2 separate regions of the Macaca mulatta genome follow, and region 2 is linked to region 1. Evidence: chromatin contacts called from public Hi-C data. All regions are on one chromosome and are shown on one strand. The core of a region is the stretch at or near the end of the contact, and the rest is flanking DNA. Distances in the headings are between cores, read along the strand shown.

Evidence for each region. Hi-C and Micro-C count contacts between places; a contact is called where the count stands out from the background.
Region 2: a Hi-C map of fetal cortex germinal zone shows a contact between it and region 1, with 4 times the contacts expected there. The contact joins the promoter of KLHDC2 here to the promoter of POLE2 in region 1. A contact is called at or near these places in 3 of 14 Hi-C or Micro-C datasets (cortical neurons, fetal cortex germinal zone and liver).

The regions. Positions count from the first base shown.
Region 1 is chr7:122,918,860-122,926,035 of T2T-MMU8v2.0, reverse strand. POLE2 (DNA polymerase epsilon 2, accessory subunit) reads left to right here and starts at 4,725. Exons shown (of 19, transcript XM_028851535.2): 1 at 4,725-4,913. It overlaps KLHDC1 (kelch domain containing 1), which reads right to left and starts at 5,001. Exons shown (of 13, transcript XM_015143652.3): 1 at 4,831-5,001. The coding sequence starts at 4,935.
Region 2 is chr7:122,995,995-123,003,170 of T2T-MMU8v2.0, reverse strand. It overlaps KLHDC2 (kelch domain containing 2), which reads right to left and starts at 4,447. Exons shown (of 13, transcript XM_077940970.1): 1 at 4,395-4,447; 2 at 136-215. The coding sequence starts at 152.

The DNA of each region.
Region 1 (7,176 bases), core at 3,476-5,975:
GGGATATGACCTACTTTACAGGAATACAGTAAGAATATATAAGATTAGGGATGTGAGAGTACCTAGCACATGCCAGATGTAGTAAGCACTCAAAAGTTACTTCTCATTTTCCCCCACTGGTACTGAACCAAATTAAAAATAAACACACAAAACAACAACAAAAACCAACTTGAATCTCAGAATTATTTAACATACACAGTACAGGCATACTTCATTTTATTGTGCTTTGCTTTACTGTGCTTGACAGATACTGCATTTTTTAAATAAATTGAAGGTGTGTGGCAACTCTGCATCAAGCAAGTCCATTGGCACCATTTTTCCAACAGCATGTGATGCTCACTTCATGTCTATGTCACATTTTGGCAATTCTCACAGTATTTCAAACTTTTGCATTATTATTATATCTGTTAGGATGATCTGTGATCAATGATCTTTTATGTACTACTGCAATTGTTTTGGGGCACCATAAACTGTGCCTGTATAAGATGGTGAACTTAACTGATAAATGTGTGTGTTCTGACTACTCCGCTGACTAACCACTCCCCCGTCTCTCTCCCTCTCCTTGAGCCTCCTTATTCCCTCCTTAATCCCAACTCTCTGGGAGGCCAAGGCGGGTGGATCACGAGGTCAGGAGATTGAGACCATCCTGGCTAACACAGTGAAACCCCGTCTCTATTAAAATTCAAAAAAATTAGCTGGGCACGGTGGTGGGCGCCTATAGTCCCAGCTACTCGGGAGGCTGAGGCAGGAGAATGGCGTGAACCTGGGAGGTGGAGCTTGCAGTGAGCCGAGATTGCGCCATTGCACTCCAGCCTGGGCGACACAGTGAGACTCCATCTCAAAAAAAAAAAAAAAAAAAGTAAGTAGGCCAATTAGTAACTCTACAATGGACTCTAAGTGTTCAAGTGAAAGGAAGAGTGGCATGTCCCTCACTTTAAATCAAAAGCTAGAAACAATTAAGCTTAGTGAAAAAGGCAAGTCAAAAGCTAATACAGGCCAAAAGCTAGGCCTCTTGTGCCAGTTAGCCACATTGTGAATCCAAAGAGAAAGTTCTTAAAGGAAATCAAAAGTGCTATTTTAATGAAAAATGCGTAACATGAAAGCAAAACAGCCTTATTCCTGATGTGGAGAAAGTTTTAGTGGTCTGGATACATGATCAAAGCAGCCACAACATTCCCTTAGGCCAGAGCCTAACCCAGAAGAGGGTCTTAACTCTCTTAAATTCTATGAAGGCTGAGAGAATTGAGAAATTGCAGAATTTTGAAGCTAATATGAATTTTTAGGAAGGAAGCTGTTCTTCATTACATAAAATTACAAGGTAAGGCTGGGCACAGTGGCTCACACCTGTAATCCCAGCACTTTGGGAGGCCAAGGTGGGCAGATCTCCTGAGGATAGGAGTTAGAGATCAGCCTGGCCAATATGGCAAAAATACAAAAATTACTAAATTACTACTAAAAATACAAAAATTAGCCAGGTGTGGTGTCATGCACCTGTAATCCCAGCTACTCAGGAGGCTGAGGCAAGAGAATTGCTTGAGCTCAGAAGGCGGAGGCTGTAGTGAGCTGAGACTTGCCACTGTACCACAGCCTGGGCAACTCTGTCTCCAAAAAAAAAAAAAAAAAAGTATAAGGTGAAGCAGCATGTCCTCATGTAGAAGCTGCAGCAAGTTATCCAAAAGATCTGGCTAAACCCTGTCTCTAGTGTAGCTACCTGATGAAGGTGGCTACACTAAACAATAGATTTTTTTTTTTTTTTTTTTCTGAGACGGAGTCTTGCTCTGTAGCCCAGACTGGAGGGCAGTAGTGGGATCTCAGCTCAGTGCAAGCTCCGCCTCCTGGGTTCTCACCATTCTCCTGCCTCAGCCTCCAGAGTAGCTGGGACTACAGGCGCCTGCCACCACGCCCAGCTAATTTTTTTTTTGTATTTTTAGTAGAGATGAGGTTTCACCGTGTTAGGCAGGATGGTCTCGATCTCCTGACCTCGTGATCCGCCCGCCTCAGCCTCCCAAAGTGCTGGGATTACAGGCGTGAGCCAACACGCCCGGCTGACAATAGATTTTTAATGTGGATGAAACAGCTTTATATTGGAAGAGGATGCCATCTAGGACTTTCATAGCTAGAGAGGAGAAGTCAATGCCCGATTTCAAAGGACTGGCTAATTCTCTTGTTAGTGGCTAATGTAGTAGCTGTCTTTAAGTCGAAGCCAATGTTCATCATTCTGAAAATCCTAGGGCCCTTAAGAATTATGCTAAATCTACATTGCCTATGCTGTAACAATGGAACAAGAAAGCCTGGATAGCCGGGCGCGGTGGCTCACGCCTGTAATCCCAGCACTTTGGGAGGCCGAGGCGGGCGGATCACAAGGTCAGGAGATCGAGACCACGGTGAAACCCCGTCTCCAGTAAAAATACAAAAAATTAGCCGGGCGCGGTTGTGGGCGCCTGTAGTCCCAGCTACTCGGGAGGCTGAGGCAGGAGAATGGCGTGAACCCAGGAGGCGGAGCTTGCAGTGAGCCGAGATCGCGCCACTGCACTCCAGCCTGGGCGACAGAGCGAGACTCCGTCTCAAAAAAAAAAAAAAAAAAAAAAAGAAAAGAAAAAAGCCTGGATGACAGCATGTCTCTTTAACAGCACGGCTTACTGAGTAGTTTAAGTGTACTGTTGAGAACTACTGCTCAGAAAATATCACTCACTACTCATTGATAACGCACCTAGTTACCCAAGAGCTCTGATGGAGATCTACAAGATTTATCTTTTCCTGCCTGCTACACAATATCCATTCTGTAGCCCATGGATCAAGGAATCATTTTGACTTTCAAGTCTTATTATTTAAGAAAATACATTTCATGGCTGGGCACAGTGGCTCACGCCTGTAAAAAATACAAAAATTAGCCAGGCATGGTGGTGCACACCTGTAATCCCAGCTACTTAGGAGGCTGAGGCAGGAGAATCGCTTGAACCTGGGAGGCGGAGGTTGCAGGAGAGACTCCGTCTCAACACACACACACACACACACACACACACACACACACACACACACAATCAAACTGCACTGCATGCTACAGAGAAATATTTTGTGAAAGGAAGGCTCAATGTGGCAAACTTCATTGTCTTATTTTAAGAAATTGCCACAGCCACTACAACCTTCAGCAACAACCACCCTAATCAGTCAGTAGCCATCTACATGGAGGAAGACCCTCCATGAGCAAAAAGAATACAACTCACTGAAGGCTCAGATAATTCTTAGCATTTTTTAGCAATAATTTTGAAATTAGGTATGTACAGTTTTTTTGTTTTTGTTTTTGTTTTTTTTTCTGAGACGGAGTCTCCCTCTGTCGCCCAGGCTGGAGTGCAATGACACGATCTTGGCTCAGCCTCCCGACTAGCCGGGATTACAGGCATCCGCCACCATGTCCGGCTAATTTTTGTATTTTTAGTAGAGACGGGGTTTCACCATGTTGGCCAGGCTGTTCTCGGACTCCTGACTTCAGGTAATCCACCCGTCTCAGCCTCCCGAAGTGCTGGGCTTACGGGTGTGAGCCACCACGCCCGGCCAGGTACATTTTTTTTTTACACATAATACTATTGCATACTTAACACACTACAGTGTAAACATGACTTTTATATACACTAAGATATAAAAAAATTCGTATGACCGCGCTTTATTGCAGTGGTCTGGAACAGAACCCACCATACTTTCGACGTATGCCTGTCTGTTGGTCATTTCAATGTGATTCAGTCATGTCACAGGTCTGTCATATAATGGTAGCGAGACAGAAGATGTAGGTTCTACTATCAGTAGAACTTCCAGATGGCTTAAGAAAAAAAATCTGTAAACTAAGAGGGTTGGCATATAGTATTCCTGTTTTCCAGCTTTACCATTCTTGCTTCTATAATTCTGTGATTATGGACACACAACACACACATACGTTCAAACCTCCATTGTAACAAGAATTTTAAAGCATAATATTCCTTAGCATATTATTGCTAACATGGGTCTATTCTGAGACTAGAAAAATATTCGTAGCCATTAGTAAAGAAACACCACTAAAAATAGCTTAGAAATATTTAAATATATAGGCCAGGCACGGTGGCTCAGGCTTGTAATCCCAGTACTCTGGGAAGCCAAGGAGGGCGGATCACCTGAGGTCGCTCGAGACCAGCCTGACCAACATGGGAAACCCTGTCTCAACTAAAAATACAAAACTAACCGGGCATGATGGCACATGCCGGTAATCCCAGCTACTAGAGAGGCTGAGGCAGGAGAATCGCTTGAACCTGGGGTGGCGGAGGTTACGGTGAGCTGAGATCGTGCCATTGCACTCCAGCCCTGGGCAACAAGAGCGAAACTCCATCTCAAAAACAAAAACAAAAAAAAAAACAAAAAAAAAAATTTAAATGCTTCAGTGATTTCAATATTTTATTTCGAATCGCGCCGTGGGAATAAGGAAATATATACAAAATGATACCGCGCGGCGTCCTCGGGTCCTTCTAAGTCTGCGCCAGTATGTAAGGATAATACTTAATCGCGCTGTAACTGCCTTTGCATTGGGCAGACCCGGGTTACTGAACTGCTGGGGGTGGGGGGCGGAGAATGGAAAGACGCCCGGAGCCGGGTCTGAGGCTTTAACAGAAGTAGTAACGGCGGGACGACGTCAAGCCCTGGCGCGGCTGTGGGGGCGGCGGCCAGCGGAGGGGCTGGGGGGGGCGGCAGGCGCCGGGCGCGCCAGGCCTGGGCCGCGGCCTCGGGAGCGGGTGTGGCGGGCGCTGCGTCCGCTCAGGCCGAGCGTCTCCCGGCGCGAGTTCGCCCCGTCCCGCCTCTTCCCCTTACCACGTAGCCCCCCCACACGTAGAGGAAGTTTCCGTCCACCACGGCGCAGTGGCCGCTGCGTTCCTCCGCCACGCAGAACAGCTGTGAGTCCGCCATTCGCGCCATCGCTGGCCCGCCGCTTGCCGCGCCACAGCCCCTGCCCGCCCGGCGGCCTAGCCTCCAGTCCCGACTGCTCCACGCACGAACGGAACGCGGCGAGGGTCGAGATTGGTGGAAGGCGGAGTCAGTGCGTCTGCTACGTCCCGCGGCTTTCGCTCGGGGAGTAGAGCGAGGGGCGGCGCGGCTGCGGAGGGACGTCTGGCTCCTGGCAGTGGGGAAGGGGCCTGGGGTTCCCACGCGCAGATTCCTTCTCTCTTGGAATTGTGTTTTGGCAGTACAGCCTCATTTAGTAGTCAGTCTGTAGTCAAATTCCTTGATTATCTCAAAATGTCGTTTCTACAGTTGGTTTGTCCAGCATTGTAATTCGTTGTTAACGCTTTATGTCTTTTTTACTCTAGAATAGCTTCTCTCCCTTCTCTCTTGTGCCATTGGTTTGTTATATGGATTAGTTTTCTTATTTTCCTACAGCCTTCTGGGTTTGGTTCCTCAATGTCCTTTCTCATTAACTTGTGCAAGCTTTCCCCATATTTCTTTTAGGCTGGAAGCTGTATCTAAAAGCTTTATTAGATTCTAGTTCAGATTTTTTTTTTTTTGAAAATACTTCATATTGCATCACATTAGAAGGCACTTAAGTGTGGTGCAACTTAATGATACTTTCTATTGTTTATTTTTGATGACACAAATAAACAGAGTATCTGCTCCTTTTCTTACACAAAAGGAAGTATATACAGTGTTCCTTAACTTGCTCTTTTCACTTGACGATCCATATCAGGGTACAGCGGTCTCCTCAGTCCTTTTTTTAGCTTCATAGCACTCCACTGATTGGAGGTGTCATAGCTTATTCAAACAGGTTATTGATGGACATATCGGTTATTTCCAGGTTTTTTGGCTATCATAAATAATGCTGCGATGAATAACGTTATGCATATGTTATTTTGTATTTGTAGAAGCCTATCTTTGGAGTGGAGTTCTAGATGTGGAATCCTATTTAACTTTACAAGATGTAACTGGATTTCCCTCAATAGGAGTTGTGTGCCGTGCGCAGTGGCTCACGCCTGTAATCTCACCCCTTTGGGAGGATGGGGTGGGCGGATCACTTGAGCTCAGGAGTTTGAGACCAGCCTGGCCAACCTGGGCAATCCCGTCTCTACTAAAAATGCATAAATTAGCATGGTGGCGCATGCCTGTAATCCCAGCTACTTGGGAGGCAAAGGCAGGAGAATCGCTTGAATCCAGGACGTGGAGGTTGCAGTGAGCCGAGATCGCGCCACTGCACTCCAGTCTGGGCGACAGAGCAAGATTCCTTCTCAAAAAAAGAAAAAAGAAAAATTCAAGATAGACAAAAGTGACCTATGGTAATAGAAAGCAGAAAAGTGGTTATTTGGGAGTAGGGAGGCGGAGGGGATTGATAAAAAGGAGTACAGGAAGTGTTCTGGAGTGATGAAAATGTTCTACTGTATCTTGATTGAGGTGGTGGTTACATAGGTGTATACATTTATCAAAATGCATTGAACTGCATACAGATATGTGCATTTTACTTAGTGTAAACTATGTGTCAATTATAATTCTCACTCCATCACTTTATTGTTACTAGTAATATTGGTATTGTATTTTTGAAATGGAGCACTTGTCCTCCTGGACTGTAGAGTCTGGTGGAGTCTACAGACCAGCAAACAGACAACATACCGTGCAGTAAGTGTGAAAATAGCAAAAGTCCAGGGCACCTTGGGTCTACAGAGGTCCTTTAACTCAGATTGAGGGGAGACAGGGAAGGTTCCTGAGGGAAAGTAAAGTCTAAGCTAAGAACTGAAAGATGAATGGAAGTTGTTCAGGGAACTTTGATTTGTGAGAGGGTAGAGTCAAGAATATGCCTAGTTTACCAGCTTGGTCACTGGGTGGAAGGTGGGTGGAGCCCTTCACTAGGTTAGTCAATATGGGAGGAGCAACAGGTTTTGGTGGTGGTCCGGGAGGGCAGGGGCAATGGTGAGTTCATTTGGAGGCACAGTGAGTTGGATTTGAAGTCTAAGAGAGCTAAGGGGTAGAGATAGGGATTTTGGAGTCATCAGCATATAATTGTTCATTTAAGTATTGGGACTTTATGAGCTGGCCAGGTGAAGGAGCCATAGAAGAAGTTGAAAATTTATGAGAGAAAGAGAATTGTGATTGGGAAAATTTATGGGAAAATGGGAATTGTGAGGTCAGATTGTGAGAGGAAGCTGGGCAACTGGAATTGATTATTTTCTCTCC
Region 2 (7,176 bases), core at 3,198-5,697, 77 kb before region 1:
CTGGTGTTGAACTCCTGACCTCAAGTGATCCGCCCGCGTCGGCCTCCCAAAGTGCTGGGATTATAGGCGTGAGCCAGCCACCATGCCCAGCCCTTATCTGAATTTTTTAGTCCCCCTTATAATATCCATATTTACCATCTTCCAGTCTCCATGTTGTAGATCCATAGTTCTTCTCTAGGCAGATAAAAGTCATATAATCCTCTGACTTGATTACTCTAAAAATAAAAAAAAATTATAAATATAAAAACTGATTTTAAAGAGGCACTACTGTATTTTTTAAATCGATCTTGACATACTAATTTGATGAAAAGTTAAATAGGTATTATAGTACACAATCCTCCCCCCAACCCATGCCACACACTCAAGGTAAAGCTCAATATAGATAGCTCTTAATTCAGAATTTTGATACAGCAGTTACAATAGGGCAAGAAGAGATCTCTGGGAACTTTTTTTTTTTTTAATCCAAGTCTCTATCGCTCAGGATGGAGTGCAGTGGCGCGATCTCTGCTGGCTCACTGCAACGTCCACCTCCTGGGTTCAAGCAATTCTCATGCCTCAGCTCCTGAGTAGCTGGGACTACAGATAGCTTGCCATCACACCTGGCTAATTTTTGTATTTTTAGTAGAGACAGGGTTTCACCATGTTGGCCAGGCTGGTCTCAAACTCCCGACCTCTAGCAATCCACCCACCTCAGCCTCCCCAAGTGCTGGGATTACAGGCTGTGAGCCATTGTGCCCAGCCAAGAGATCTCTGGGAACTCTCTAAGGCAGCTTTATCCTGAACAGAACCATGCACCAAATTTCAGCTGCAAGACTTCGGGAGACTACCTGTGCCATCGTCAGCAGGCTGTTACTGAAAGTGCCTGATCCACACTGATCCACACTAACACGATGCGTGGTTTTCTAGGCATGCCTTCCTTTCACCTATTCATTCTCTAAGCAGCAACAGAGAGGGCAGAACTGCAAATATGCAAAATATTAAATCCTCATGCAGAATTTTAAGTTCTTTGTTCTGCTCCATTTCCCTTCAGGTATTAATTCCTAACACAGACTGAGCCTACCATATGCTGCAGCTGAAAGCTATCCATGGATTGCTTTATGTAATCCTTACAACAACCCTAAAAAATAGCTGATTTTATGAGAAAATGAGTTTAGAGTTTAAGTAATTTGCCCAAGGTTATTTATGAAGTAATGGTGGCGCCAGGATTCTATCCTTTCCCTGAACTTTAACAACTGCTTGACATTCCCTGCCTTTGACCCTCCCTAGCCACTTTCCAAACAATGTTGATACAGTACACGACTGCGGCTAGCCAAAAATGGGTGTCAAAGTCCAGCAAGCTTGAATAATAAACATACAGAAACAGAACAGTTGACCATGTAAACACTTCTTTTTCCACCCCACCGGTGATGAAGGGAAAGGCTGGAAGTGGGCTGACCCAGAGGTGACCAGCCTGTCCTGGGGAGGAAAACTGCCTACTATGTAGGAAGCCAAGGTTTATTGCCTTTGAAACAGTCTCCAAGGGCTTCTGTGCCTACCCTCAGAGTTCCAGCCACCAGCCATAAATGGGGAGGGCAGTCTGTTTCAGAACCATCCAATTCAGTGATTGTGTGCTTCTCCCTGAATCAGTCCCAATCATCCAGGCCTTTTTAAATCCACCACAAGAAATACTCCACATTGAGAATCCTCCCCTGCCCCACTCCCAAAGTCTCATTCTTTCATGCTGTCATTTTAAAAATACAATTATGAATTAGGTAGCTTAGACAGAAGTGTAATTGACAGGTTTCTCCAGGGGAATTAATTTACATTTTTATAAGGGTGACTACATGCTTGCCCCCCTCCTTGCAATTCCCTACCCCTTTCTAAAGTATTTTTGAGACAGTTTCCTTCTTGTTGCCCGGGCTGGAGTGCAATGGCGCCGTCTCAGCTCACTGCAACCTCCGCCTCCCAAGTAGCCAGGATTAGGGCGCCCGTCACCACGCCCGGCTAATTTTTTTTGTATTTTTAGTAGAGACGGAGTTTCACCATGTTGGCCAGACTGGTCTCCAGCTCCTGACTTCAGGTGATCCACCTACCTTGGCCTCCCAAAGTGCTAGGATTAGAGGAGTGAGCCACCGCGCCCAGCCCCCCTTTCTATTTTCTAACCACATTCACCGGAGACTGGGAAAAACACTGCAGATTAATTAGGATTGGCAAAAAATTACTTCTGCAGTTAAACCAAATTAAAGTATCAGGACAGCTATCTTTGAAAGCTGTCTCAAAAATGGTCAACTATGATCAAATCAACTGTACCATAAGCTAAAAGCAATCACAAGGCATGGGCATAGGGAGGGCGGAGAACATTTTCAAGACCAAAGAGGAATTTTGTGGTAGGACTGGATCAGAGCCATCCCAGCAAATAAAATTTTAGATTTCCGAGGTAGCAGGGTAAAGAAGGGCAACTGGCTTTAAACTGCTAACTAATCACGTTGTTTATAACCAGGGGATCGGAGAGTCAAAGAGCTGCACTCTGTGTTCATTTGATGCTGTGGATTTTTTGGTTACTGGTGGAGCTTTTCCATTATCTTTAATACGGGTGTCTGCTGAAAAACTTCACCCAGCTGAAGCCAGAAGGAAAATAGTCCTGAGAGGTTCAAACAATAGTATGATGGCCATTTGCACAGGCGAGAAGGCTGAATAAGGTGATTCCTGTAACCTTTTGGAATTCCAGTTTTCCTACACCTCGGACTCCCCGTTAAGTGGGCAGCGGTTTCTAGCTCCAGAGGGTAAAGTCCTCGTAGGCCGTCCTGATAACGCGTCTGAGTGATATCACACACCGTCACCTTACACACCCCAACCCTTCCGAATGCACCGCCCAAGCAACATTAACAGGGCCTTCCCCGGAATAACGCTCCAATGGCAACAACGGGGGTGGGAGTGAGTTGGCTTTGTGAGCACCAGGTTGACGTGCCAGCAGCCCTGGAGGTTCGAGACGGGTTGGGGGACTCGAGAGAAGGAAGATTCCCGCGCGCAAGAAAAACCAACCAACGGGCAGAGTCTGAGGTGGGGCGCGCGACGGAGGCGGGGAGCGCCCTTGGCGGGCCGCTCTGGCCTCCCCGCCTGGCCGCGAACCCAGACCCAAGTCACAGCCGAGCGACGTCTGCCGCGGCCCGGCCACTCACTGACCTTGTAGCCGCCCCAGACGAACATGTGGCGCCCGTCGCTGACGGCTACGTGGCCGCTGCGCTCGGCGGGGCAGGCGAGCTCCATGGACTCATAGCTCTCGAAGGCTGGCCCCGGCAAGTCGTCCGCCCGCATATCCTCGTTGCCATCAGCCATCTTGAGGCTGCACTTTTGCTCACCAGGAATGCCCACACCCGCGAGGGGCCAAAGAAACAAAGGAAAAGGAGAGAAATGCACAGTGGCGCGCGGCAAAAAGAAGGCGGCGGCAAAAGGGACGGCGTTAAGGCCTCTTTGCCGCCTGCGCTCGCGTTTACCAGCCTCCTCGGCCGAGGACGGCTCTCCGCCGCCGCCGGGGCACGCCTGCAGACAGCGGGGCCGCGAGCGGAGCCAGGCGGCGGCGGCGCGGGCCCGGGACCCGGAGCACGGCGGGGAAGAGATCCGGGTCTGGCCGGCTCCCTCTTGCAGCCCGTCCGCCCCGCCTCCTGCAGCCCACGGCCTTGTTTACGCCCCGACCGGAAGCCGCCCGTTCCTCTGACGCCGCCCGCCGAGCTCCGGAAGCGAGGCTGCCGCTCAGCGCCCCCAGCGCCGAGTCCTCCCGCTGCCGCTGCCGCCGCCGCCGCCGCCGCCGCCTCCGCCCGCGCCACAGCCTACGGCCTGGGCACCGCAGCTCTGTGGGGCCCGGCGACTTCCAGTCGCGCTTCGAGTCTCCTTTCGCCGAGGGAACCACAGGGATAATGCCCTGAATCGGTCCCTGAAAGCTGCTGAATTTTAGCCGGATTCCTGCAATTTTTTTTTTTTTTCTTCCCGAGAATTTCTATTCGTTTGATTGAGGGATGATCTCAGAGGGTTCACAGCCCTGGCAGGGGCACCAGAATTGCTCCACTAGCAAGTTTCTGGTCTCGCCTTAGAGTCGATGCAGGCCCTGCTGTCCTGCGGGCGCGAGGGCAGGCGCTTAGCTCTCACGCGGGGCCCCGCCCGATCCCCGGCGGCCTCTCCCGAGCTCCCGCCGCCCCTGCCGGGCGCCGCTTCTGCAGGAATCTGTCGTTGCCGCCGCCGCCGTTGCCGCCAGCCGGGCAGCAGTGTTGGGTTGAAAAGCGTTTCCGAAGCCGTAATCACCCTTTTCTTCAGAGAGGAAGGCGGATCCTTTTCACGCATACACAGCTTTCTTTTGTTTTATATGATACCTTTCGATTGGGCCAAAAGAAAATTACGAGTTACCGTACTTGATACCTCACCTGTAAAACAGGGTGGGACAAAAATACACCTTAAATTCCTGATCTCACAGTGCCTCTAGAATTTATCGTGTTTGGTAGGAGGGGCGTGCTTCATTATCTCCATTTCCCTCATCTTCTGGTTGGGAGCACTCCATAGAAAATGAATACTTTGACCAATTAAAGCCTTTTCTTTTTAATTATTAAAATGTTTATAGCCTGACACTCCTCCCCTAGTGGACCAGTGTGTTTACTTGAACTCAAGAACTTGAAAGTTACTTAAGAGGATTAATTAAAGCCTTCAACAAGGAAGCAAATCACCTTGAGGCTGTTAAGACCTTATCTGCCACCCATCCTGGTTGGTGCCCTCATCTGTCTGGCTCACAGGATTCTTGCAGCAGTGCCTTCTCCCAGTGCAATTATGCTCACTAGACTGCGATTATCGAAGTTCCTTGTGAACCAACCTTGGGAATCTGATCAAGTCACTTGAAAACCTTGTGCTGGCTCCCGTCGTCCTTAGTAGAATCCAAATTTCAAATCTCGGCTGGGCGCGGTGGCTCACGCCTGTAATCCCAACACTTTGGGAGGCTGAGACAGGAGGATCACCTGAGGTCAGGAGTTCGAGACCAGTCTGGCCAACATGGCGAAACCCCTTCTCTACTAAAAATACAAAAAAATTACGCAGGCGGGGTGGCCGGTGCCTGTAATCCCAGTTACTTGGGAGGCTGAGGCGGGAGAAACTCTTGAAGCCCGGAGGTGGAGGTCACAGTGAACCGAGAGGGCATGGTTGTACTCCAGACTGGGCAACAAGAATGAAACTCCGTCTCAATAATAATAATAATAATAATTCATATCACAGTGCTGTGCAAGAAGACTCAGCATGGTCCAGCCCCAGCTTGCCTTTCCAGCTTCAATTCCTGGCTGGGTCCTCCTTCCAGCTACAGCTACATTACCCTTCTATCACCTTTTTGTTTGTTTGTTTTTGTATTTGAGAGCAGTCTCGCTCTTGTCCCCCAGGCTTGAGTGCAATGGCTCGATCTCGCTCACTGCAACCTCCGCCTCCCAGATCCGAATGATTCTCCTGCCTCTGCATCCCGAGTAGCTGGGATTACAGGTGTCTGCCACCACTCCCGGCTAATTTTTGTATTTTTAGTAGAGATGGGGTTTGGCCGTGTTGGCCCGGCTGGTCTCGAACTCCTGACCTCAAGTGATCCTCCCACCTCGGCCTCCCAAAGTGCTGGAATTACAGGGCCACTGCACTCGGCCATAACTTATTCTTCACCTCTCAATTCAGTTGAAACTTCCTTGGGGAAACCTTTCTGGATGCCCCAGTCTACTTTTAGGTTCCCTATTAGATGCTGTTAGCATCCTTGGTACTTCTCCATACCACTTATTAAAACCATCATGTAATTAATTACTTGTCTATTGTTAGTTTCCCCTGTTAAATTCTAAGCTTGAAGTATGAGCTTAACTTCAGTGGCCTCTTGCGCATGTTGCAAAACCACCTTCTGTCAAAGATATGAGAAGTTTGCTTTTCCTCTGAATACAGCTAATCAGCTAACACAGTCACCTTATCAGGTGAATCTAGGATGAACTGTGTGTGACAAGTGGTACTGTTAAGTCCTCTTACTGGAAGACTAGTTATTGTTTTTCTTGAGACCGTGTATGTAATGCTTTGTATCTGCTTGGCTATATGAAAAGGTGAGATTTCTTTGTCCTTGCAATCTCTTAGCAGATTGCCTGTGATGGACATCACATTCTGGTTTAATGCTTATTCAACAAATGAAAGCGCTTTCTCAACTACCTTTGTGGAAAGGCTTTCTGGGTTGGGAAAATATTTTGTTTTTAATTCTGTTTCCCCAACAGAGGCACTCAGAAAATATTTGTCACAGGTATGAGTGGGTTACCATGGTAATGGAAGAGATTACCATTATCAGGATTAGACTGAGGAATATTTTCTAATATCATACATTCAAAATCCTTATAAAAGAGTCCCTCTTTGAATCAGATCATTGCTTCACTCCTGTGGCATTTTAAATATAATAATAATCACTAACATCCCCTAAGTTTCTACCCACTACATTCTATCCTTAGAACCATAGGGGCCACAGCTTCTAAGGGACTAAATATAGTACCATAAACATTTCTGGATGCATAAATCAATACATCTTTACCTAGAGTCAAAGATATGTTGAATATGTGTGTGTGTGTATTTATTTATTAATTTATTTTAGGTGCAGTCTCGCTCTGTCACCCAGGCTGGAGTGCAGTGGCACGATCTTGGCTCACTGCAACTTCTGCCCCCACCAGGTTTAAGTGAGTCTCCTGCCTCAGCCTCCCGAGTAGCTGAGACTACAGGCTAACGCCACCTTGCCTGGCTAATTTTTGTATTTTTAGGAGAGATGGGGTTTCAACATGTTGGCCAGGATGGGTCTCAATCTCCTGACTTCGTGATCCACCCACCTTGGCCTCCCAACATCCTGGGATTACAGGTGTGAGCCACCGCGCCCAGCCTATATTTCATATATAAATGCCATTTAATAAAATACTATAATATCCACTTTGATTTACTATTTATGTTTCAAACCATACTTTTATCCTACTTAGAACAGTAACAACAAAAAGAGTCTCTGAAACACATTAATTAGTTTTATTATAAGCAGAGTTTCTCATTGTATCAAAGTATAGTTCCAAGCCCTGTGGGTACCTGGAGATCTTTTCAGGGGCTCCTTAAGGAACTCTCTTTTCTAACTATGTACCTGTGTGAGGCCAGATTTTCTTCACTTAAGTCAGCCTGGCGCACTGT